Regions from separate parts of the Oryctolagus cuniculus genome. Here region 1 is linked to region 2. Evidence: chromatin contacts called from public Micro-C data. All regions are on one chromosome and are shown on one strand. The core of a region is the stretch at or near the end of the contact, and the rest is flanking DNA. Distances in the headings are between cores, read along the strand shown.

Region 1 (7,432 bases), core at 3,208-5,707, 170 kb before region 2:
CACTATCTAGTTCTCTCCTCGGTGGATCTGATTTTCAAACACCGGCAGCTTCCAAATATTTGCACAAGTCATACACAGCTACCTTTGAGAGCTCCTGCTGAGAAAGTTATTTGGATGTTGTCAAGAATGGAGAGAAAATATTTCAGGTCTTCCCTATGCAGATGGTGAGCAAATTAGAATTCCAGCCATATTTCATCTGTGAAAGATTTAGCCCCCATCATCCTATTCTACAATGCTACCTGATGTGCACAGATTCACCTAAGTGTGGACACTTAACTATTTCACACTGACGCTCCATGCCTCATGTTCATTTTGGGTAATTGTGTGTCATCAGCAACCAAACTGAAAGGCTTACCTGTAGACTGTTGAAAATTACAAAGAGAACCAACATCCAGAAATGGCGGTAGGCCATGTGCAATCCTCCCCAGAGCCACGTCATAGAAATCAGGGCAAAGAGGTATAAAATCAGCGGGATTTCTAGAAATCATAAAAAAAAAAAAGAAAAAGAAAAAAGAATCAGAGAACTTTGGAAGACCATGTAGTCACACATACACCCAACATTATCTGTGGCTCCTTTCTTGTAATACTTTCTGTGCCTTGATACCCATTTTTGAGAAACAACCTTGGGAACCCCATTCTAAGGCCACATTATAGAGTCCACATTCTATCTGTTTTGCAAATGAGTACGCCTGGGGATGAGGAAGGGTGAGAACGGTTCCTCTCCTAGACTACCACCTGCTGGGCTGTTCAGGAAGTACCAGGAACCACAGCCCTGTAAATCTTTAAAGAGTGTACCATCAGAAAATGGGAGGCAGCAGTGTGCTCTAGAAATTAGCATTCCAAACAGGCATTTAAAAATAGAAAGGCTATACAAATTTTGCACATGTGCTGGAAAAACAGGAATTCATTTTTCTGACTAATGGCACCAAAAATCTATTGCTAAGTTTAGAGCAAAGATAAAATGATCCATCTACTACCATGAACACTGAGCTTACTCTATCCATTGTGTTCTTGTGTGACTGCTTCAATACTTTTCAGCTCAGACTTCTCAAAGGCCCAGAAATTCATTGCCCATTTCACTTGTCTATTTTGATTTTTCTTTGATATTTTGATTTCAGAAACAATAATCTTAGAGAAAGGCTTATAACTGGAAATGGACAAGTTACATAAGATGAAGGAAGTAAATCAGTTGTCAGCTGTCACAGATTTCACAGCACAGTTTCAAGCTGCTGAAAGACAAATTGAGGATACCACAGGATTGGACCTCTGACCTGATGGCTCACAACAGAGCCTAGAGTCCTGAGTTACCCAACAGCAAGACCCTTATGCACCATGGACAGGAACAGTTCAATACAATGGTAGAACAATTTTAAGTTGTATTTTATTTTGAAATGTTTTCAAATGTATAGAAGAGTTGCAAACGCAGTACAAAGGTTTTTTATTAAAGCGTTTGAAGGTTGTTGGCCCAATCACCCACCACCCTCTGCATACTTCAACACAGATATTCTGTAAAGACATTTTTCTGTTTTTTTTTTTTTTGTTGCTGTTGTTTTTTTTTTTTTGGCGGGGGAAGGGGCGGGGGTGGGAAGGAAATCAGTAAGAGGAAGAAGTGAGCTCCCTTTGGCTAGTTCACTCCCTAAACACTCTTGATGGCTTCACTAGACTTGGCTGATGCTGGGAGATAGGAATCAATCTAGGCATTTCAATGTGGGCTGAAGGCATTTTAATAACTAGGTCAAATGCTTGCCCCTATAAAGACATTTTCCTACATAAACACAACAAGAAATTAATGCTGTTACATTACTACTACCCTTGGATCTCATGCAATGATTCTAATAATTTCATCTGTAGAAAATCCAGATTTGCACAGCTGATGTCCCTGTAGTCTCCTTAATCCCAGATGGTTCTTTTGTGTCCTTCATGATCCTGATCCTTTTTCATAAATGTATTTACTTTTATTTATTTGAAAGATAGAGTAACACAGACAGACATACAGATCTTTCATCCTCTGTCTCACTCCCCAAATGTTGGAACAGCTAGGACAGGAGTATGGAACTCAGTTTAGATCTCCAACAGAGGTGGCAGGGACCAAGTACTTGGGCATTACCTGCTACCTCCTGGTGTGTAACACCAGGAAGCTGGAATCAGGAACTCAGCTGGGAGTCCAAGCCATGCACTCTGATAAGGGATGCAGACTTCTCACACAGCACCATAGCCAATGTGCCGAAAGCCTGCTCCTCATCCTGACACTTGTCATGATTACCAGCCAGGTTCTCGTAGCAAGTACTTAAATTTGAATCTCTTACGATGCTAAGTCTCATGCTAAGATTTAGATTACAAACTTTGGCAGAAATCACACTAGTAGTTGTGGGTTCTTCTTGTAAATTCTCTTGAGTGGCTTAAGAGAACACCCCCTTGACCAAAGGGAGTCATTTCAGTCACTAGATTAAGGCAGTGGCTGTAGATTCCCCACTGTACAGCTGGCCTTTGCAAAGGGAGCACCTTGGTCATTGCTAAGGATCTTGCATGGCATGGCTTTGAACCTGCAGATCCTTTTTCCTTGTCAAATGTTTGATGTATCCCTTTACTTATTTTTTATAAGAGGAACTCATGGGTTGCTACTTTATTTAGAGGACTATTCTCCATTACTATCATTACTTCTTTTGATAGCAAATTGCCTTTAATCTATGCCCCTTCAAAGTGCCCTCTATGCCTTTTCTTATGTCTGTACCCCTGCAGCTAGCACTTAATTAGTGGTCCAAGATGTTTCAAACTTACCCTGGGCTATCCTGCTTTCTGGGGAGCGGTATTTATTTATCTATTAATTAATTATTTGAGAGACAGCTCCATACACTGATTCTATTTGCTTGCTTGCTTGCTTATTATTTGAGAGACAGACAGAGAACTCCTATCCACTGATTCATTCCCCCAATCCCCGCAGCATCTGGGACTGGGCTGGGCTAAAAGTAGGAGCTGGGAATGCAATTCATCTCTCCCACGTAATGTGGGCGGGAACGAATTACTTGAGGCTTCACCTGAGCGGGGTGATGCATCAGAAGGAAGTTGGGATCAGGGCCAGAGCCGGGACATGAAGCCAGGTCCCCTGATGGGCACGTGGGCATCCCAACCATTAGGCAAATCGCCTTGAGGACAGTATTTATGAAGCAGGGTCTGGGGCCCACTACGATCATCGCTGTTGCTGCCCTAAGCTCTCTCAGTAGCCAGAGCTACAGAATGTACACACGTATTCTCATTCCCCAGCCCTTCTCTCTCTGGATCTAAGACCCCAGCGGATGCGGAAAACCACAGATAGTGCTGAACCTTATGCACGCCATGTTTTATCCATTCGTACATACTGCACACCCATGATAAAGTCAGTAACTTGTACTTCTCACTAAAAATCACTTTGGGGCGTCTGAATCGCTGATGTACTACCCTGTGCTTTAAGCCTAGTATTAAGTAAAATAAGGGCGACTGGAACACAAGCCCTCCGGTTCCACAGCAGCTGATTTGATGACCCAAGTGACTATTTAAGGGACTGTAATAGGTAGGTAGCACAGACAGTGTGGATATGCTGGACAAAGGGATGATTCACATCCTGGGAATGGGCAGAGCCTGATGGCACAAGATGTCATCACCCCACTCAGAACGGTGTGCAATTTAAAACTTACGAACTGTTTGTTTCAGATCAAGGTTTGTCCAGAGATTATGGAAACCACAGGAAGTGACACTGGGATGAGTGGATCTGTATATAGTTGTTGTTGTTGTTGGTTTTTTTTTTTTTTTTTTTTTTTTTTTTTACAGGCAGAGTGGACAGTGAGAGAGAGAGAGAGACAGAGAGAAAGGTCTTCCTTTGCCGTTGGTTCACCCTCCAATGGCCGCTTCGGCTGGAGTGCCGCGCTGATCAGAAGCTAGGAGCCAGGTGCTTCTCCTGGTCTCCCATGCGGGTGCAGGGCCCAAGCACTTGGGCCATTCGCCACTGCACTCCTGGGCCACAGCAGAGAGCTGGCCTGGAAGAGGGGCAACTACGACAGAATCCGGCACCCCAACCGGGACTAGAACCTGGTGTGCCGGCACCACAGGCGGAGGATTAGCCTATTGAGCCGTGGCACCGGCTAGAACTCCATATAGTTTTGTGTTAATCTCTACATATCGTGAAATTCATTAGATCACATCAATACTTCCAATTCTGACCCAATTGTTAATCCTAGTCCCTCCCATCATCGATCCTTTCTATATTTGTAACTACTTCTCTACTGGTAAGAAATCTATTTCTTATGATTCTCAATATATTTGTGTTTATCTATTTGGTGGACTCCTGTGTGTGTGGCCCATCTCCCACTGCCGCCATCCCTTCCCTTGTACAGTGGCTCCATTCTCCATCCTAGGTCTGATGCTTCATGCTGGCTGCACCCATCCCCATACAGGGATGCCCTCACAGCTGGGTTCTGATACTCACGCTGGGATGCCTTCCTGTGCATGTATATCTTGGAACTGTTTGATAGAGGAAAAGAAAGAATAAGAAAGCAAAGAATGAGAAAGGAAAAGAGGAAGAGGAAGAAGGAATTTGAGCATTTTTTCAAGAAAAGAACTTCCAACGGAGATTGTCCTTATCTTGCTTAGATATATCTTTCATTGAAGCACAACTTTATCCGAGTTACTACAACTGCATGGAGAGAAAATAATAAGTAAAAGTTGATATTGATGAGCAATTATTTAATCATTAATGCCTTTCAGAAGAGGAGGGCATATATTAAGATTTAATTTTTATAAAAATTCATTTTTGTTCAATGAAATTATATAATCGGAAAGAAGGCCAGAAGGCTCATTTTTACCTCTGACAAGAATAGGGAACTGGCTAAGCTGTGCTCACAAAATTTTTCAAAGATTAGGTATCAAGTCTGGCAATTGCATTCTTTGCTTCCACTGTGTAAGCACAAAATTCTATTTATGGCTCAGTGCAAAGTACAAAAGGACATGCACATTTTGCATGAACTGGGCACCAAATTTTCAAAATTTGGCCTGCACACTCCCCTAAGTGCCTAGAGCAAAGCCAGCACTGTGTGCTGACAGAGCTCAGTGCAAAAGCCAACAAAGCATACCAGGGTTGGCTAGAAACACCCATGGCCCATGCTTTTCTGGATCTCTGCAGAAAAGTGTGGTAGCTTGGCACCCCAGACCAGAAACTCGGCAAGGAAGAAAGCCAGTTGTAAATAACTCATTGCGTTTAACAGTAGACTCCAGGCTGGCTTTCCAGCCATGTGACAATGACTAAGACATGATTTCAGATGGGAGAAACGTGTTCAGAGACAATTCTGGATTTTGTGGGCCTGAAGCTTATAAAACTTGGTGGGAGGGAGGCGCTTCTTTAAAAACAAAAAATCACAAAACCGTAATTAGGGACAGGATCCCAGAAGGGGTCCATGCAAGGTGCGTTGAAACTTCCACAGTACTAGCACTCTGGCTGATCTGTCTCTGGGGAGGCACCATTCACCTCCCGGGGGGCCCCAGCAAAAGGAGCAGTGGTGTTGGGAGGGAGAGAGGGTGATGAAAGTTGGGTGGGGGGCATGATGTTGCTAAAGAGCTACCATGAATTGCATTTGATAGATGGAAAATTACTGCTTCATTTAATGAAAATTATTTTAGTTTCACAATTTCTAAGCTGTCATTTTACATTTGGTGAGCTGCTCATAACTTCTCTGTTTTCTCTAAATGTTTACTCGAGAAGGCATTTAGCACACTGGGAACAATTTATAATGCGGATTAATTAGCTAACATAAAGCAGAATTATTTCAGTGTTCTTAATAAAAAAGGAGGCTTCTAAAACGCCTTATTTGATACAGGAATAAGGGTACCTCTATAAAAACCATGTTGTCCAGAACATATAAAGAACTCCTACAGCTCAACAACATCAATAAACCTAAATAACCCAACTCAAAAATGGGCAATGAGGAACAGATGTTTAGCCCAGCAGTTAAGACACCAGTTATGCACCCACATCCCATATCAGAGTCCCTGGATTCAATATCCAGCTCTGGCTCCCAGCTCCAGCTTCCTGTCAATGCAGACTCTGAGAGGCAGTGGTCAGGCTCAAGTAGTGGGTTCCTGCCACCCATGGGGGAGACCTGGACTGAGTTACTGGCTCCCAGTTTTGGCCCATACTGGTCCTTGCCATTGTAGGCATTTGGGGGATACTTGGGTACAAGTGCATGCTCAGTCTCTCCAAAATGCAAGATAAAAAATGGGCAAAGGACTTATGCAAATGGACAAGAGGCACATAGAAAGATGTTCACCATCACTAGCTGTCAGGGATACAAAAATCAAAATCACAATGAGATAACTACTTCATAACTATTAAGATGGCTATTATTTAAAAAAAATTAAAAAAACTCACAGAAGATTGTGAGCGTTGGTGTGGATGTGGAAAAATTAGCACCTTTGCACATTACTGATGAGGATGCAGAATGGAGTAGTCCCTGTGGTGAACAAATTGGCGGCACCTTGAACAGTTGAACCCAGAATTACCATTTGAGCCAAAATTCTTCCAGGTATACATCCATAAAACTGAAATCATGGGCCCAAACAGATATCTGTAACACTAATGTTCATAACAGCATCATTCTCATTGGCCAAAAGATGGAGACAACTGGTATGTCCACCAACAGACAAATGGAAGAGCAAAATATGGCATTCACATACAATGGAATATTACCTAGTGCCACAGTCAGAAAGTGTCTCCCCCAACTTCATATGGTGAGACCTGATCACCAGGGATCGCAGTTAGGGAGTCAGGCATTGGGAGGTGGTTAGGTCATGGAGGTAGAATCCTTGGGAATGGGATTGGTGGTGTCGTATAAGAGGCCCCCAAAAGATGCCTTGCTCCTCCTGCCACATGAGGATACAGGAGGAACTGGGGCCTTCACCACACACTGAACCTCTGGCACTGTGATGCTGGACTCTGCAGCTACCAGAATTGTGGGAAATTGTTCCTCTTGTTTGTAAGCCATCCAGCCTATGGCATTGTGATGGCAGCCAAAGCAGGGTAAGAGACTCCAGCTTAAGAAAGAATGGAGGGGCAGGCGTTGTGGTGTAGCAGGCAAAGCTGCCGCCTGCAACGCCAGCATCCCACATGGGTGCCAGTTTGACTTGTGGTTGCTCCACTTCCAATCTAGCTCTCTCCTAATTAGCCTGGGAAAGCAGCAGAGCATAGCCCAGGGGCGTGGGCCCTTACACCCATGTGGGAGTCCTGGAGAAAGCTCCTGGCTTCAGTCTGGCCCAGGCCTGGCCATTGCAGCCATTTGGAGAGTGAACCAGGAATGGAAGATTTTTCTCTGTCTCTCCTCCTCTGTAACTCTGCCTTTCAAATAAATCAAGTAAATATTTTTAAAAAAGAATGGAATTCTGAAATATATTACAACATGGGTTATGTTAA
Region 2 (7,435 bases), core at 3,415-5,914:
AGTACCTCCACAACAAATCCTACAAAAAGAAGAAATGGTAAAGTACAGGAAGAGCAATGGCTAAGAACTTTCCAGAATTAAAGACAAACATAAGTTATGAGGTTGAAATCTACTCTCAAAGTACGAAGCAGAATGGATAACGATAGACTATATATAAGGGCAAATCTAGACTTAGATCCATAGGAGTGAAACTAGAAAGCCTTAAAATCCATCAGAGAGAGGCAAAGTACAAATTATCTATGTTATATAGGATGACGACAAACTTCACTGGCTTCCTCAGATGGCCATGAAACAGTGTAGTGGTATATTGAAGGCACTGAAGGAAACAAAACAATTAGCTTAGAATTTTATACCCAAGCTATCCTACAAGATTGAGAGTGAAATAGATACTTTCAACACCCAAAAGCTAAAGCAGGTGACACCAGCACACACACCACAACACGCATGAAGGTAGATTTTTCTGGGCAAGGAAAACTCAACAGGAAGTAATATTTAATAAGAAGAAACAGCAATACTGAAGTATGTACATCAATACCTTCATCTATTTACTGGAAAAATGGCAATACATTTTGTTGAAAAAATTCATAAACAAAAATGATAAATAAGAACTGTAGACTTTTCAAAGAATTAACTATATGTGTTAAAATTTACAAGCCAATAATATCTATAATTTCCAAGTTAGCATAGAAAAATAAGAGGTTAAAAATAAGAGGTTAAATTCAACAGAACACCAAATATTAAGTAGAAAAATGAAGAACAGTTAGAATAAAGGAAAATATGAAATAATATAAAAGCCCATTCAAAAACATCAATTTTCAGGGCCGATATTCTGGCACTGCAGGTGAAGCTGCTGCCTACAACACCAGTATCCCATATGAGCACCAGTTCAAGTCTCAGCGGTTCCACTTCTGATACAGTTCCCTGATAATGTGGCCTGGCAAAGCAGCCAAAGATGGTTCAAGTATTTGGGCCCCTGCCAGACATATGGAAGACCCAGTCAGAGTTCCAGGCTCCTGGCCCAGCCCTAGCCGTGGTGGCCATCTGAGCTCTGAACCAGCAAGTGGAAGATCTCCGCCTCTCCCTCTCTGTGACTCTGCCTTTCAAATAAATGAGAATTTATAAAAAGATGCATTTTCACAATGTCCAATTTCTGTACTTACTATATATATATCATAAAACGTTAAAAACAATGAACAATCATGCTAACAAAACACATGTCCTGTATTTTTTCACTGTACAAAAAATCTGAAATACAAAACTGTGGACACATTAAATTAATAATTTTTAATTTGACAAGAATTCGGACTGAACATCTAATCTGGTTGGAGACCCTCGAAACTCTTGACCAGAATAGGAACGCTTTCTCATCTAAGCAGATGCACTTAACGTTTTCACTCACTCAGCAGGTATTGCTCTGCGATATAATTGGCACCACCGTAGACCCTTACAGATGGCACAGATTAAATGTTAATCTTCCTCCAAAATTCTTCTGTTGAGGTTCCAACTCCCAGTGTGTTGATGTTTGCAGATGGAGCCTTGTGAAGTAATTCCTCAAGAGAGGATTAGTGTGCTTCTAAGAAGATGCACCAGAGAGCGCTCCCATTCTCTCTATGCTTGTGCACAGAAAGAGGCGAAGAGAAGATGTCTCAGGACAAAACCTGCCTTGTTAGCACCCTCATCTTTGACTTCCCAGTCTCCAGAACTGTTTAAACCCCGGACACCTGTATCTGTTAAGGTAGCCGAAGCAGATGATGACAAAATCACAACACAAAAATCCCCAAAGTAGTAGCGGTTCTTGTGATCTCACACAGCTGAACATCTGGAGAACAACGCTTTCAGAAATCAGCACTTTGGGTTCAAGGCGATCAGATCTTGGGTGACAACAGAGGGAGCAGAGGATAAGTTTGGGAGACTCAGCAGTGTTGCAGAGGACCACGTATTCTCTAGCAGGAACCAGGTGCTACAGGAAGATTGCTAACAGGGAGCTGCCAGAGACATATGCAGCATCATCATGCCCCGCAGTTACCCAGGTTCTCTCTCCTCTGAATTTCCTTGTCATGTCTAAGCACCCCCACCCTCTCAAACAGCAAACGGAGCAGCTCTAGTCCGTGGAGGGAGGCAATCCATGGTAAGGCTGCCTGGTGCAGAAGACATCAGAGCAAGGGTAGCTTCCCACTCTGCAGTGGAACCAAGTAGACTGGGAAGAGGAGACAGACACAGGGGAAGCAGGGATAGTCAGCAACCCTTGGGGAGAAAAATATTCAAACACCCCAAGGTAGATTTGGAGATCTGAGGTCACAGAGAACCTAGGACTACTTTTCTGGGTCTAGTTCCTGGAGTAGAGAAGACTGCTACCTTTTCTAGATAAGCCCCTGGCTGTCCCCCCCGCCCCCCGCCCCATGACACAATTCCATCAGTGCCCAAGAACCTCAGCACAGCCACAGGAAGCAGAAGTGGCCCAGGATGAGCAGGTTGCTCCCCAGGAGCAGGATAGGGCTGGTTTCCCAAGACCAGCTCAGGGTTCTGGTCTCACACATCAGGGTGTGTGTGGCCTGAGATCCACACCCTGCCCCAAGTAACGGCACAGTTTCCGCAGAAGGGACCTAAGCCAAGGGCAAGACTGAGGGTAGCGTGTTTCCAGGGAGTGGGACACATGCAGGCATCTGAAGGACCGATTCAAAAGTTTGACTCGAAGCCAAAGGTGCAGGGAACCATCACAGGTGTGCACACGGGGCTGGAGGCACAGCAAGCAGGCTGACTCCCGCGCCATCCAAAGCCATGAATTTGCCTGGGAGGAGCGTATGTTTTACATACTTCTACCTAGATGTATCTGAAGATGATCTGAGTGAATCAGTTGCACAAAGCTTTGGCCAGATGGACCCAGCATGTTCTGTCATTTACTCCTCGAACAAGTTGATACACAGGTCTCGTTAGGCCCACAGAAGATGAGGAAACAGCCTTGACAACGCGAAGATGCTTCAAGTTCATGCAGAACCGTCATTGCATGCAAGGCTGCCGGTTGCAAAACTACTTGAACTAGTCTTCCTGCTTTCATCCCCGCCCCACACATTCTAGATCCAACGCAGAAGGCGGAGGGATTCCCCTGGAAGGTGAGGTCTCATCAGCCTGCACACAAAGCCGCCGGTGGTTTCCCAACTCCTTTACGAAACACCCTACGAGGCCCTCTTACTGCCTTCTACCATCGTTCATCCTCCTGGCTCAACCTAGGCTCTCTGTTCCCAGGATGCACCTCAGGGAAACCCTAGCTTTCCCCTTCATCTGAAATGTTCTCCCTCATTGCTTGCAGATCCCTGCTCTAATAACACTGCCTGCTTGGAGACACTTTGGGCAGCCTCCACACATAAGTTAGCTCTGAGTCTACCACTCTCAATCCTTTCTCACCATCACTCTTTTGCATGCACTCAATCCTTACCCGGTGTGGCACCCTCGCCCAGCCGCCACCATCACCAAATATCAATGCCATCCATACAGAGATTCCATCTGCATGCTCACTGTTAACAAAATGCAGGATACAGCCCCACACATAGAGGATACTCATTAAGGGACTGAATTGTTGGAACCAGTCTCAAACTCCAACACAACAAATTGGAAAAGTTATGCTTTTTAAGCAAATGAACCGATTTCAACATTCAGTGCATTTTAACCGTTCAGAGTGATGTCTCTTTTTGTAGGTCTAATTCCATCCACGGGGCCCACATGTCAGAGTGCAAGAAGCAATGATGAAACTGACTTTTCTCAGGTGCTACTGAGACAACGTCCCCTTCATGGCGTTGTGTCTGCCATTTCTGTGTGTGCTTACTCATATGCATGTGCGTGTGCATTTACACACACACACACACACACACACACAGCAATCCTGCAGTCTCTGTGTTCATCTGAAAGCCTTCCCTGACAGCAATCCCAGTTTGCTTTTTCTAATGCTGGGTTTTACTATGACTCAGTAGTCTCAAGTGTCTACCATTGAGATACACTTTGGGATCTCTATGTTGCAACACATGAGAAAAAATACTGTGGAGAGAACTACTATTTTAAATGCAATTAGAGAACTTTTGGCTTATATTGATATCGAATAGATTGTTTTTCTAACCAAGTAAGCTCCTTGCTGCAAACAGGACTTAGAAAATAAGTACCAATTGAAATATTTAGAAGACATTTTTGCTTGTTTTTAATAAACAAAAGAGCCCATTTCCACTAGCAAACAGAGGCTGGGTGCAAAAAATCTTTAGCTTTGCAACAAACCCAGAAAAGCAGAAGAAACAAACACGGAAGATTTGCTGGTCAAAGTCTGGTGGTGGCTCACGGAAGCGCTTGTGAAGAGCGACCCCTGGTGGGCAAATGTACTCAGAGCAGACGGGAAGAGATGGAAAAGTACCCTTGATACGAAAATGAAATGGGATATTTGGGAAATCATACTGCTAGCGAAAAACAATTCACAGCCTTGCAAACTCATTTCCTAGCAAGTCACCACTTCCTTGAATTCTCTCACCTGCTGAAATGATTACATACGGATATATCCACGAGGAAAATAAACTCTACGGTCCTGCAAAGTTTGAGAAATCCCTTCTAGCAAGTGGAAAATTTATACCAGTGGGTGCAGGAAAAGAAAAGAAAACTAAGTAATGTCACAACCTTAAGCTAGAGCCCTTCTTAGATCTCCAGTTTCAATTTGGTGCCTCCACGGGTTGAGACCATGCAGAGCACGTGTTAAGAAGCTCATGGGAGATAGAGGTTAAAAATTAAGTTTATTCTCATGCAAGAAGTATTTGGTCTCTATGCATATTCTTTTCATAATACATACTCCCATGAACTTTTGGAAGACCACTGTTTAATTAAACTTTACAATTTCAGGTGCCCAGATTTGTAGAAGCAAAATTAACATTCATTAATTTGCAACGAGATGTCTGTCAGGAGACTGATTTCATTTCTGTCCATCAGCTAGGAAACTTGACTAATTATGCAATACTAGTGAAGCAGGGATGGACAGTTATTAAAATATTTCTCCTAAGATATTGTGCTGTCAATTTTAATTGCCTGTTTGTTGACTCAGACTCTGCTTTCCACACTTCAATTTAATCATTTATATAGAGTTTGCCTCATTAGCACAAAGTTATTTTTCTTACAATTTGTGATTTTAAAAGATTTACTGATTTCTAAGCAGAATTATTTTCCTTTGAGAAAAGAAAACATTTTACCTAATGAAATTTATCAGGTGAGGCATCAACAGGAGAACTGAACTAAGAGAAATTGGATGTACAGAAACTGTTTGAATGTACCCAGTTCCATTAAGGGAGCTAGATACAGCCTTGGGTAAGTGACTAACTTTGCGGTAACTGAAGCTTCCATCTCACCCCTCTGGTCTAAGTCTTCACCTCCCCCATCAGTGGTAGAAGTGCCGCTGCTTTGATACCTGCCACTTGGCCACTTAGCCCTTGCTTCCCAGTCCAGCCCACACCCCTCCCAGCCATCCGTTTGATCCTTTTTCCATTCACATACGACAGTTCTGTAGGAGCTGCCTGCCTTCTCTGGTGATACCTGCTCTGTCTGGACACTCTTCCAGTAAGCACCCCAGTCCCCATCCTCTCTCCACCTATTTAAATTCAAGGCATGTGTTTAGCCTAGTGGTCAAGACACCGGTTCTGACTGCTACATTGCACACTGGAATACCTGGGTTCAATACCTGGTTCTACATCTAATTCCAAATCCCTGCTAAGGCAGACCCAGGGAGACAGCAGTGACGGCTCTAGTTGGGTCCTTGCCATCACACAGGAGATCTTGATCAAGTTCCCGGCTCCTGGCTTCATCCTGGCCCAGTTCTAACAAGTACAGGCATTTGAGGAGTCGACCAGCCTGTTTCTCTGCCTGTCAAAGAAAAGAGTCTATATATCCTTCAGTCCCTAGCTCACGTGTCATTTAGTCCAAGTCACCTTTGAAATGAACGTCTCCTATGGGATGAGTGAGGTGGCCCCTTCCTGGGCTCTCATGGCACAAATTCATGAGTTTTATCTTAGAATTGCTCCTGTGCTAGAATGTTCTGTGTTAATGGCACCCTGTCAAAATCAGGCACTGCTCATCCCTGGCTCCCCGCACAGTGTACAGCTCACAGGGGTTCTCTGCAAGTGTATGTGGTGTTGCATATTCTACACTATACAGATTCTCACATTGCGAGAGAGATTTCACTAAAGCCCAGGTAAAACTATGCTCACTGTGCTGGAAACCACAATTCTTCTTCATTGCCATTGAACAGAGTCAGTTATAGCCGTGCACAATCAAGTTGATGAGGACAATAAAAATTACTCTGTAATCACAAGATAATTATGGCTTCTACTCAGAAATTTAGACTCATGCAAATTTAAAAATAAATCTCTAATACTTAAAAATATTAAAATTTTGGCTAACACGAACATTTGGTTCCTTTTTTATTTGATTAAAAAAAACTTAAGCACCCACACAGAAAACAGACTATTTCACTGGCATGTATCCATACACAGAATATGGAGTTATGAAAATCCACACATAAAATCCCCAGGACAAGGAGATAGCATCACCATTGGGTCATTAGGACTTTTAGAAGACCGGAGGAACGTTCCTGGGCCAATTAAGCCCATAATGAAAACATTGTTTTTAAATTGGCATCTTCCTCACTCTATCTGTGTGTTTTTATTCAGAGTTTGCCAAAAGGACCCATCACATGCTTCTGGCATCACGTCCCTGCTGTCAGACCAGCAGGCAAAGTCAACACTGGCCTGGGCGCTGCTAGTGACAGAGCCGAACCACCTGACCCTAAAGCTCCGGAAGCTGCCCCAGCAAGACATCTCACCGGCACCTGCCCCCAGAGCCATACTGTTAAGAAATGGGTTTCTTCCCCAATGATTTCCTAGACAAAGCCCATCACAGAAAAAGGAAATGGACAACAAATTAGATCCCCACAGGTCAGGCCATTCAAACCGAAGCCAGCGCCTTTGGCAGAAGTTAATGTACACTTTAAATATAGATTCGTCTCTAAGTTTAGCTATTAGACAGCAGTGTGAGAAGAAAGAAATAAAGTGTGAACAGGAAAACAAACCTTCCTTAAAAATGATTTCTTGGAGATTTTGTAGTTCACAGTTATCAATATACTTTCCTTATTATTGTACAAAAAATACATAACAGGTATACTTATATATCAGTCATAACTTAAATGTATTCAATGCAGGAGAATCCATATTAGACCAAGTAATACTCAAAAGCTACTTAGAAAAGATTGGCTGCATTATAAATAGCTTTAAAAAAGAATGGTACTGATAATATCTTTTAACTTCCAAGATGTATATACTTGGGTACATATTTCAGATTTATATTCCCATATAAATTTAGATTTTATATATTTAAATCTATGTATTTTAAAAAAATCTTCAACTGATTTCATGGAAAATTC

The links. Hi-C and Micro-C count contacts between places; a contact is called where the count stands out from the background.
Region 1: a Micro-C map of ear pinna shows a contact between it and region 2, with 4 times the contacts expected there. The contact joins two enhancer-like sites. A contact is called at or near these places in 3 of 6 Hi-C or Micro-C datasets (ear pinna, skin fibroblasts and an unstated tissue).

Annotation. Positions count from the first base shown.
Region 1 is chr14:13,801,361-13,808,792 of mOryCun1.1, reverse strand. It overlaps ADGRV1 (adhesion G protein-coupled receptor V1), which reads right to left. Exons shown (of 90, transcript XM_070056453.1): 87 at 356-477. Among named protein-coding and RNA genes, the nearest start is that of ARRDC3, 330 kb to the left of the region's middle. Within about 2 kb of position 4,457, at least 1 of the 8 cell types and tissues checked has an H3K27ac peak or open chromatin away from gene starts, as enhancers often do. A contact at or near this core is called in ear pinna, where this site is marked.
Region 2 is chr14:13,634,815-13,642,249 of mOryCun1.1, reverse strand. All of the region lies in intron 83 of ADGRV1 (adhesion G protein-coupled receptor V1), which reads right to left. Among named protein-coding and RNA genes, the nearest start is that of ADGRV1, 360 kb to the right of the region's middle. Within about 2 kb of position 4,664, at least 1 of the 8 cell types and tissues checked has an H3K27ac peak or open chromatin away from gene starts, as enhancers often do. A contact at or near this core is called in ear pinna, where this site is marked.